Regions from separate parts of the Mus musculus genome. Here region 1 is linked to region 2. The links are chromatin contacts, called in public HiChIP or PLAC-seq maps. All regions are on one chromosome and are shown on one strand. Each heading gives the region's core, a stretch centred on a gene start, on an enhancer-like site or on the middle of the called end of the contact. The rest is flanking DNA. Distances are from core to core; before and after follow the strand shown. Region 1 overlaps Arntl (aryl hydrocarbon receptor nuclear translocator-like). Region 2 overlaps Tead1 (TEA domain family member 1).

Evidence for each region. HiChIP or PLAC-seq counts read pairs in DNA pulled down with a chosen protein or histone mark.
Region 1: a contact with region 2 is called in a FOXA1 HiChIP or PLAC-seq map of pancreatic cancer cells. The contact joins two enhancer-like sites. A contact is called at or near these places in 1 of 115 datasets of contacts at active chromatin or transcription factors (pancreatic cancer cells) and 1 of 9 other capture datasets (pancreatic islet).

Annotation. Positions count from the first base shown.
Region 1 is chr7:113,241,271-113,244,967 of GRCm38.p6, reverse strand. All of the region lies in intron 2 of Arntl (aryl hydrocarbon receptor nuclear translocator-like), which reads right to left. Gm33721 (a long non-coding RNA gene) reads left to right here. Exons shown (of 3, transcript XR_003946863.1): 3 at 1,221-1,376. Among named protein-coding and RNA genes, the nearest start is that of Gm33721, 19 kb to the left of the region's middle. Within about 2 kb of position 2,032, at least 124 of the 459 cell types and tissues checked have an H3K27ac peak or open chromatin away from gene starts, as enhancers often do. A contact at or near this core is called in pancreatic cancer cells, where this site is marked.
Region 2 is chr7:112,719,442-112,723,395 of GRCm38.p6, reverse strand. All of the region lies in intron 1 of Tead1 (TEA domain family member 1), which reads right to left. Among named protein-coding and RNA genes, the nearest start is that of Tead1, 42 kb to the right of the region's middle. Within about 2 kb of position 2,570, at least 151 of the 459 cell types and tissues checked have an H3K27ac peak or open chromatin away from gene starts, as enhancers often do. A contact at or near this core is called in pancreatic cancer cells, where this site is marked.

The DNA of each region.
Region 1 (3,697 bases), core at 783-3,282, 520 kb before region 2:
CCAGTAAGTAGCACCCCTCCGTGACCTCTGCATCAGCTCCTGCCCTGTTTGAGTTCCTGTCCTAACTTCCTTTAATGATGGACTAGGATATGGAAGTATAAGCCTAAAACCCCTTTCCTCCCCAAGTTGCTTTTTGGTCATGTTGTGTTTCATCACAGCAATGATAACGCTACCTGGAATACCCAGTATGGGCTCCCATACTCACTGGGGGGGGCTGCAGGTGTCAAGAGTTCACACTCTTTAAAAATATTTATTTATTTATTTATTTATTTATTTATTTATTTATTTATATGTAAGTACACTATAGTTGTCTTTAGACACTCCAAAAGAGAGCATCAGATTTCGTTATGGATGGTTGTGAGCCACCATGTGGTTGCTGGGATTTGAACTGAGGAACTCTGGAAGAACAGTCAGTGCTCTTAACCACTGAGGCATCTCACCAGCCCCCAAGAGTTCACACTCTTAAGGTAGCTGCCTACAGCTACCTTAGAACAGAAGTGAGTAGGAGAGGAAAGTGTGCCATCATGAATGACTTTGAAGCATAACAAATGCTTTCAGATGATTCTGGGCCCATGATGAAGAAAATGGCAGAACAGCAGCCTGCACCAAGCAGGCTGAAGGAGCAGCAGCCCGAATCCAACCCAAGGCATGGATGCTTTAGGGGATCGGGGTAGGGGTGGCACTGGGGTAAAGAGGCCTGGGTCTAGACTGCAGCCCCCAGTGCATACCTGCTACACTAACCTTTCTAAGCCTCAGTTTTCTTACACACAGGGAACAAGGCATAGCCTGTTTCCCAAAGCTGCCTGATGTTCTTGAAACTGAAGGGCAGGTATGTGGCTGGCATACAGCAAACATGGGAGGCGAGTGTGGGATGGAGTGGTGGCAGTGTCTTCTTTGCTAAGGCACAGTAAGCAGAGAAAAGGGGTGGAAAGAGACAGCCATGGGAAAGCACAGGTGAAACCCAAGGATATTAAATAGGACCTTTGAGGGCTCACCACAGCACAAAGAAACTACTCAGGAAAGAGGTGTGGATGGGGGGTGGGGGCCTGGGGCCCAAGGCTAGCCTTGGCTCCACAGCAAGTCTGAGGCTAGCTAGATGACATGAGAATTTGCTGAAAATGGTGGGGTGGGGCATGCAGTGGGGAGAGAAGAGAGAAAAGAAATTTCCTTAAGAAGTTCTAAGCCTCTGTTTGTGTTTGTGGTTTTTTTTTTTTTTTTAGAATGGAATGGAAAAGAAGAAAGCATAAAGAGAGAAAACAGGAAGAGAAAAGAGATGCACTAACTTTGAATATACCAACATATTGGCAGAGATCAAAGGAAGTTAACATGTGTACCCAAAGAACCATGCCGTTTTAATGAACAACACTGCCTATGAATAATTCATGGATTTCATTTTCTCTACAACTCTTATTCAATCTTCAATACCCTACTTGCTTGAAAGCCCATATACCCCAACCTCCACCTAGACAGTCATTTTCTTGTTCCTGTTGACCTAGGCAGGGTATAGTTGTGTAGACCAGACTGGCCTGGAACTTGCTACATACGCCAGACTGACTCCAACCTTGTAGTGATTCCTCCTGCCTCTCTTCCCAAAATCTTGGTTTATAGCACCATGCCTGACAGGAAGAAAGACAGATCATTCCTAACTAACATGAGAAGATGACCGTAGCTATCAATGTCAGATTCTGACCTATGTACAGTTATTTACCTAAACTAGACACACAGCTAGGGGGTTCTGTCTTGATTTTTTTGGGGGGGGCACCATTCACAGTACCTAACTTTCTTCTAATCTCCAGACTGAAGTCAGTAGTACATCTGTCCTAGCAGCAAGTAATAGGATGAGCAAAGGCATGGCCATCTGAGAGCAGGATTTCTCAGGCTCACACACACCAGGGGTCACTGTCAGTGAACCCAGAACTTACTGTAGGATGTTAAATGTTTATCATTTAAAGCAAATACTTCAGTACTAGCGACAGCCGTGGACATGCTTCTCCCTGCCAGGTGCTGTCCAGGCAGTTGGCACCCAGGCTGGCCAATGTGGGTCACACAGTTAACTGGGCACGAGGCCAGTAAGGGCCTGTCTGACAAAGCCGCCTCAGACAGAAAAATGAAGAGCTTAGAGCCAAACCTTGTAAAACAGTGCTCAGAAATTTTTGCCAACGCCAGAACAACACACATTTGCTCTGACAATGCTATGGAGGTGGAACCGGGGATTCTCAGTGTGCTCCTGTGTCACCTCACTCATCTGTCACAGCCTTTCCTGTGCTCTGAGGCCTTCTAAGGTGTCCCATGGCTACTTCTGGAAACAATGCTTATGATAGCAGATCGTTGGGGTTTCCTACACGTGAGAATCTCACACAGGGTACATCTCTCTCTTGTCACGGTGCCACCTGCAGAACAGGAACAGCCTGGTGGTTTGCCTCAGGGCAGGGCACTGAAGCAGCTTGTCTCCAGAGCCTACGGCCAGGTGACAAGTGCCCTCTGAAGGAGGCTTGGGGACTATCTGCACTTTCAGGGCATCTTAGTCTGCAGCCAGAAACAGTGCCCGATCCTCACTATCACCCCCACTCCCTGCCCCCACTGTCCCCTTTCCCTACCTGGTCAGAAGCCATTTCTGTTTTTGTTTTTCTCACTAAATAGCAGTGTGAGTCATTTGGACTTGAGCCATACTGGCCTTAGAAAGCCCTAACAGCCTGGTAAGATGCCCTGGGGAACCCGCTTCCTCTGTGGCCCAGCCCCTGACCAGCTGCTTGGAGTCCACACCAAATTTTCACATCACTGGACTCTGGGAGGAGGGTCCCGATGACCACGTAAGCCAGTGGTCATAGAGTGCAAAGCAGGGAGGAGGGTTCCTTCAGACTGGGCAAGGAGAAAGTATTTCTTTAGCCAAGAGCAATGATATATTATTCAAAGTGACACATTAGTCCCCTGAGAAGTGAAGGTGTGGCTGAGTGATAAATTACGCAAGAGAAACACAGCAGCAGCAGCAGGATGTGCATCTGCGCCGTGAAACAGCTGTTCTTAAGGAAGTAACTTCAGTTTCTCCCGTGCCCTTTCTGTAGAACCCTGAGACTGCAGACACTAACTCCAGGGCTACTCTGGGCCCCAATGAGCTCCAGAAGGACCAGGGTGGCAGGCACACAGGTCATAATGACCCGCGTGGTCAGTCATTCTTGGGAGTGTATGCAGGTCCACATACCAGCCTCTGTCCTAGGAGGCCCAGCGACTCCTTTCATTACAGGAAAGGGAAAAAAAAAAAAAAAGACAAGGGGACAAGGGGGATCCAGGTAGACAAGACCACAAAAAGGGGCAGACTCCACCAAGCCTCCATGCTTCCTTAGCAGATGGCTCCATTGCCGATCCCAGGTAGTAGGGCTTGGGTAATGTCATGGCGTAACAAAAGTAAGTTCTACAGAGCAGAGGGTCTGCCAGGCTCTTTCACAGTCAGCACCCAGACAAGGGCAAGGGAGACTCCAGGGATGAGTGACTGGTTCCTTAGGCTGTCAGTCAGCATAGGCAGGACACCTACTTATAAATTTAGTTACCGTCGCCATCCTTGGGCTCACAGGGGTTGCCCAACATGGGAACAAACAGCCATTTGCCATAAGGACACAAATAACTGTGAGATGACATCTGTGATGAATGATGGCCAGGAGGAGGAGAAGGATGGGTTGCTGGGACACATGACTTGGGACAT
Region 2 (3,954 bases), core at 1,321-3,820:
CCTTTTACTGATCCTATCACCCACCATTTTACCAGAAGACTGGGTTTATTTGAGAGCCTCTAGCCCATAGGCCCTCAACCCATGCTGGAGCAGACACATCTGGCCATCCTCACCACAACAATGGCAGCTAAACCTCAGGAAGTCTCAACGTGGATCTATTTGTCACAGCTCAAACAGGTCCCGATACCTTTCCATCTGTCACAACTCAAACAGGCTCTGGATCCATTCGCTAGTAAGTACCTCTGTCAGTCAATAGGACCACGAAAGCTGAAGTTCTCTTGTCTCCTGATACTGCTGGGAATTCTCCCTGTCTTCCCCACCACTCAGACAAGGAGACAAACACTTGAGATCCATGCCACCAAGACTAAGCTCATCCTTAGTGCCACCTTCTGCCCAGTCTCTGGATGCTGCCAGAGGTCCACCTGACTTTCAACCCTTTAGACATCCTGCCACCTCCATAGGCTGTTGAAGACCAGCCCCTTACCCCACCTCCCACCTCCACAGTACATGATAACCCCAAATACCTTTGCTTCCCAGAGGATTGGACTGGGGTAGTTGTCCAAATTAAGCGGGTATAAGTACCAGCCAGGTAGAAGAGGGGATTAAATATCTGTAAGTGCTGGCACACAAAATCCAACCACAGGGAGCTAACCTCAACCCAGGGCTCCTAAGGCCCTTGGCTCATGCTCCTCAGCCCTCTGACCTCCACTGTTCATCTCAGAGTGACAACTGCCCCCATTTCCTCAGCCCTCTGACCTCCAATGTTCATCTCAGACAACGGCCCCAATCTCCTCAGATTTTTTTTTCAAGGAAAAAAAAAAAATCAATGAGCTGACCAGATGGTCAGTAAACCAGATTCTTGTGATGGTGTTTGCTCGGGTCTCCCACCATCACCAGGCAGCTTGAGCCCCTGCTGTGGAATGCTGTCCTCCACTATCCCAGGCAGCTCAGCAGGTCTGCTTTGCCGTCCAGGGTGGCTTGGTTCAGCAGTTTCTTGCCATGCCTACTTACAACTGACATTAGCTGAATTTGAGAATTGTAAGGTAGAAAATTTTTACATCTAAAAACCTAATGTTTAATTTTTTGCAAAAGCCTTCAAGTCTCCTGGTCAGTGCCACTCCTTTATGGTGCCTCTTTCTCAATGTCCCTCTACCCTACTAGGAGCACTCGAATGTCCCAACTTCTTCATTACTGTTCCTGTCACTGGCCATGGCAGTGCCTGCTCAACTGTGTTCTCCTCCACTGACTGCAAGTTCCTTGGAGACAGGCCTGCATGTTCTGCTCACAGCCTAAGCCTGTCTCCCAGCCCGGTGGGAGCTCAGCTGATTATTGTGGGCATGCATGGGTTAGATAAGTGAATAGTATCCTCAGAGTCGCTCCATCTGTAAGATCCCCATAGCTCCTTCTGGCTCAGTTAGGATAACATGTTCATGTCTGTGTTGCTGGCACAGGAGACAGGTGCAACTGGACGCTGACACTTGGCCCTCTGCAACTGATTCAGTACTTAAGTATACTTTACAATGCATTTCTCAGACCCATAGCAGACTTTCAGCTTTCCCCCATACCCATTGGTTCTAAGGGGTCACGGTCTGTAGTCCAGCCCAGGCTGATCTCGAACACAGGACAATCCACCTGCCTAAACCACATGAACTGCAGGTACGCTTAAAAGGTAACTTTTAAGTATCTTGTGGTTTCCAGCTAGCCTACAGAACTATAGAAATATACCATAAATATATATAGATATATAGATAATCTCATCTAATTCTTAAACTGCAATGGTCAGCCATTTATGAATGTTTTATTTCATCCTTAGAATATCAGTGTCATGGAAAGATCTTAAGGTCAAGTTTTGGACATTTGGCTTTCAAGGTCAGTACCTTCCCTTGTGATTACAGACACATTATTTTAATCTCTACCCATCTCCATTTCCTCATCTCTAGAATGAGGAATAAAACAAATCCAACTCACAAAACGTTTCAATGTCAGAATATCCCAACTGGAAAGTCAAGAGAATAGTCATTTTAGTCCACATGCCTCCAACTTAGAAAATGCAGTTTTCCTGAATTAAGTAGCAGTTATTAGATAAACTGCTATAGTAACTGTTATGTCAGAGTAGGTGACAGAATGTCACTCATGATAAACAAGGCCACCACCAAAGCCCAGACCCAGAGACACAAAGGCCAGAGGAACCCCAGATACACTTGCAGGCTGAGAGCAAATGGGCTGCAAACGTTGGGGCCTCCTAGGCAGGCCTCACCACGTGATTCACGATAGGACCCCAAGAGAGGTGGTTGTGAGCATGGTGTCTGCGGCAACAGAAATGAGCCAACCTGGAGAGTGAGCAGGGAGGGGAGGCTAGGAGTTCCCCTTCCAAAAAGGGCAAGAGGAGCCCTGCCCCAGTCCAGCCAGTCGGGCCAGGCAGCCCACAGGGAGCTTCCCGCCTTTTTCTTCTTCTTTCTTCTGCATGAACTTTCCCAAACCAGCTCTGCCTGTTTCACGCAGGAACCCGGCTTGCGAGTGCACATTTTATTATTTCAGAAGAAAGCATCTGCAGCCGGCTAGTGAGTCATCTGTAAGCCTTGTCAATCTGCCAGCAGCCTGCTCCTCTTCATTACAAACGTAAAGATAAAAGCCCTCACTGCATTAGCCGCCATCCGCCTCCACAGACAGCACAAATAAATTAATTGTGCCTCATCGCAAACAGCGGAGAGGTGTGCAGGAGGGGGGATGGGCTCCGTGTTTCATTAACAAATTAAATAGCAACAGAGCCACCGCACACCCGGCTACACTGCCAACTTTAGATTCTCCCACCAGGCAAGCACCCGGCCAGCATCACCCAGGTAGAGCGGCCACCATTAAGTGAGGGAGGAGTGAGGGAGGGTTGGAGGAGAGGGCGGCACTGTGAGGCCAGACCTAACCTTGGCATCCCCAGTGCAAGCCTGGAGCCCAGTCACCGAGTGCCCGTCAGACGCTGAGTGCTGCTGTGGCAAGCCCCCCCCCCCTTGCAGGGGGTGTTTCCACAGTTCTCCCCAGGCAAATAAGCAAACCAGTTCTGGGGCCCTGGTATGCATGGCCCAGTGAGAGAGCCTGTCATCAAGGCGACGCTGTCATACTGAGGATAGCAAACATTCCAGAAAGAACAGGGTGAGTCAAGACCAACTTGAAAAACACGTCAGACTCCCCCATACTACCAGCTAGGATTACACCCTCAAACACACCTCTCTGAGATTTCCTGCTTTAGTCACAGGCTATTTGTTACAATGCCGCGATTCTCTTCTCAGTCTATAGTACATCATTTAGGAAAGCTGCGTTGTGAGAGAGTTGAAGGCGTGTGACTAAAAACCATTCCTTTTATGTTTTTATCTCCAAAGACACAAACATAGTGCATGGGGGTGGGGACAGGAAATGGGAGCGGGGCGGGGGGGTGGGGGGAGAACAAAGAGAAGTCTAAAAAGAAGAGGAAAAGACCCCCAACTCTCCGAATGTCACCCTATTAACTCGTGACCTGTAAGGAAGTTAAGATCACAAACAGCTAATCCAACCATAAAATATGTCCAAAGTATTTATTATACAGATGGACATTTGGGCTCAGTTGTTAATTTAGTTGGTTTGTATTTTATCTGTAAAATCCCGGAATCTAAAAAATTCTACATAGGGGGAAAAAAAATTGACCTGAGCTAGCTAGCTAGGAGCTGCCCATAAAAAGCAAAGGAAATAAAAGCTTAAGAAGAAGAATAAGTCAAGCCATATGCAACCTTTCCACGATCCAAGAAAGAACTGAACACGTGCACCCCTGACCCAAGCCTTTGTAAAACACTCAGCATCTGCAGTGGGCCACAATGTTGCAGCACAGTGGAGCTCCAGACACTCCTCTGGAAAACAACTTAGGAGTCAGTAGCCATTGAGAACTAAAAAAATTCTTTTGTCTTTTAACTCATCAAATCCTGCTTCTGG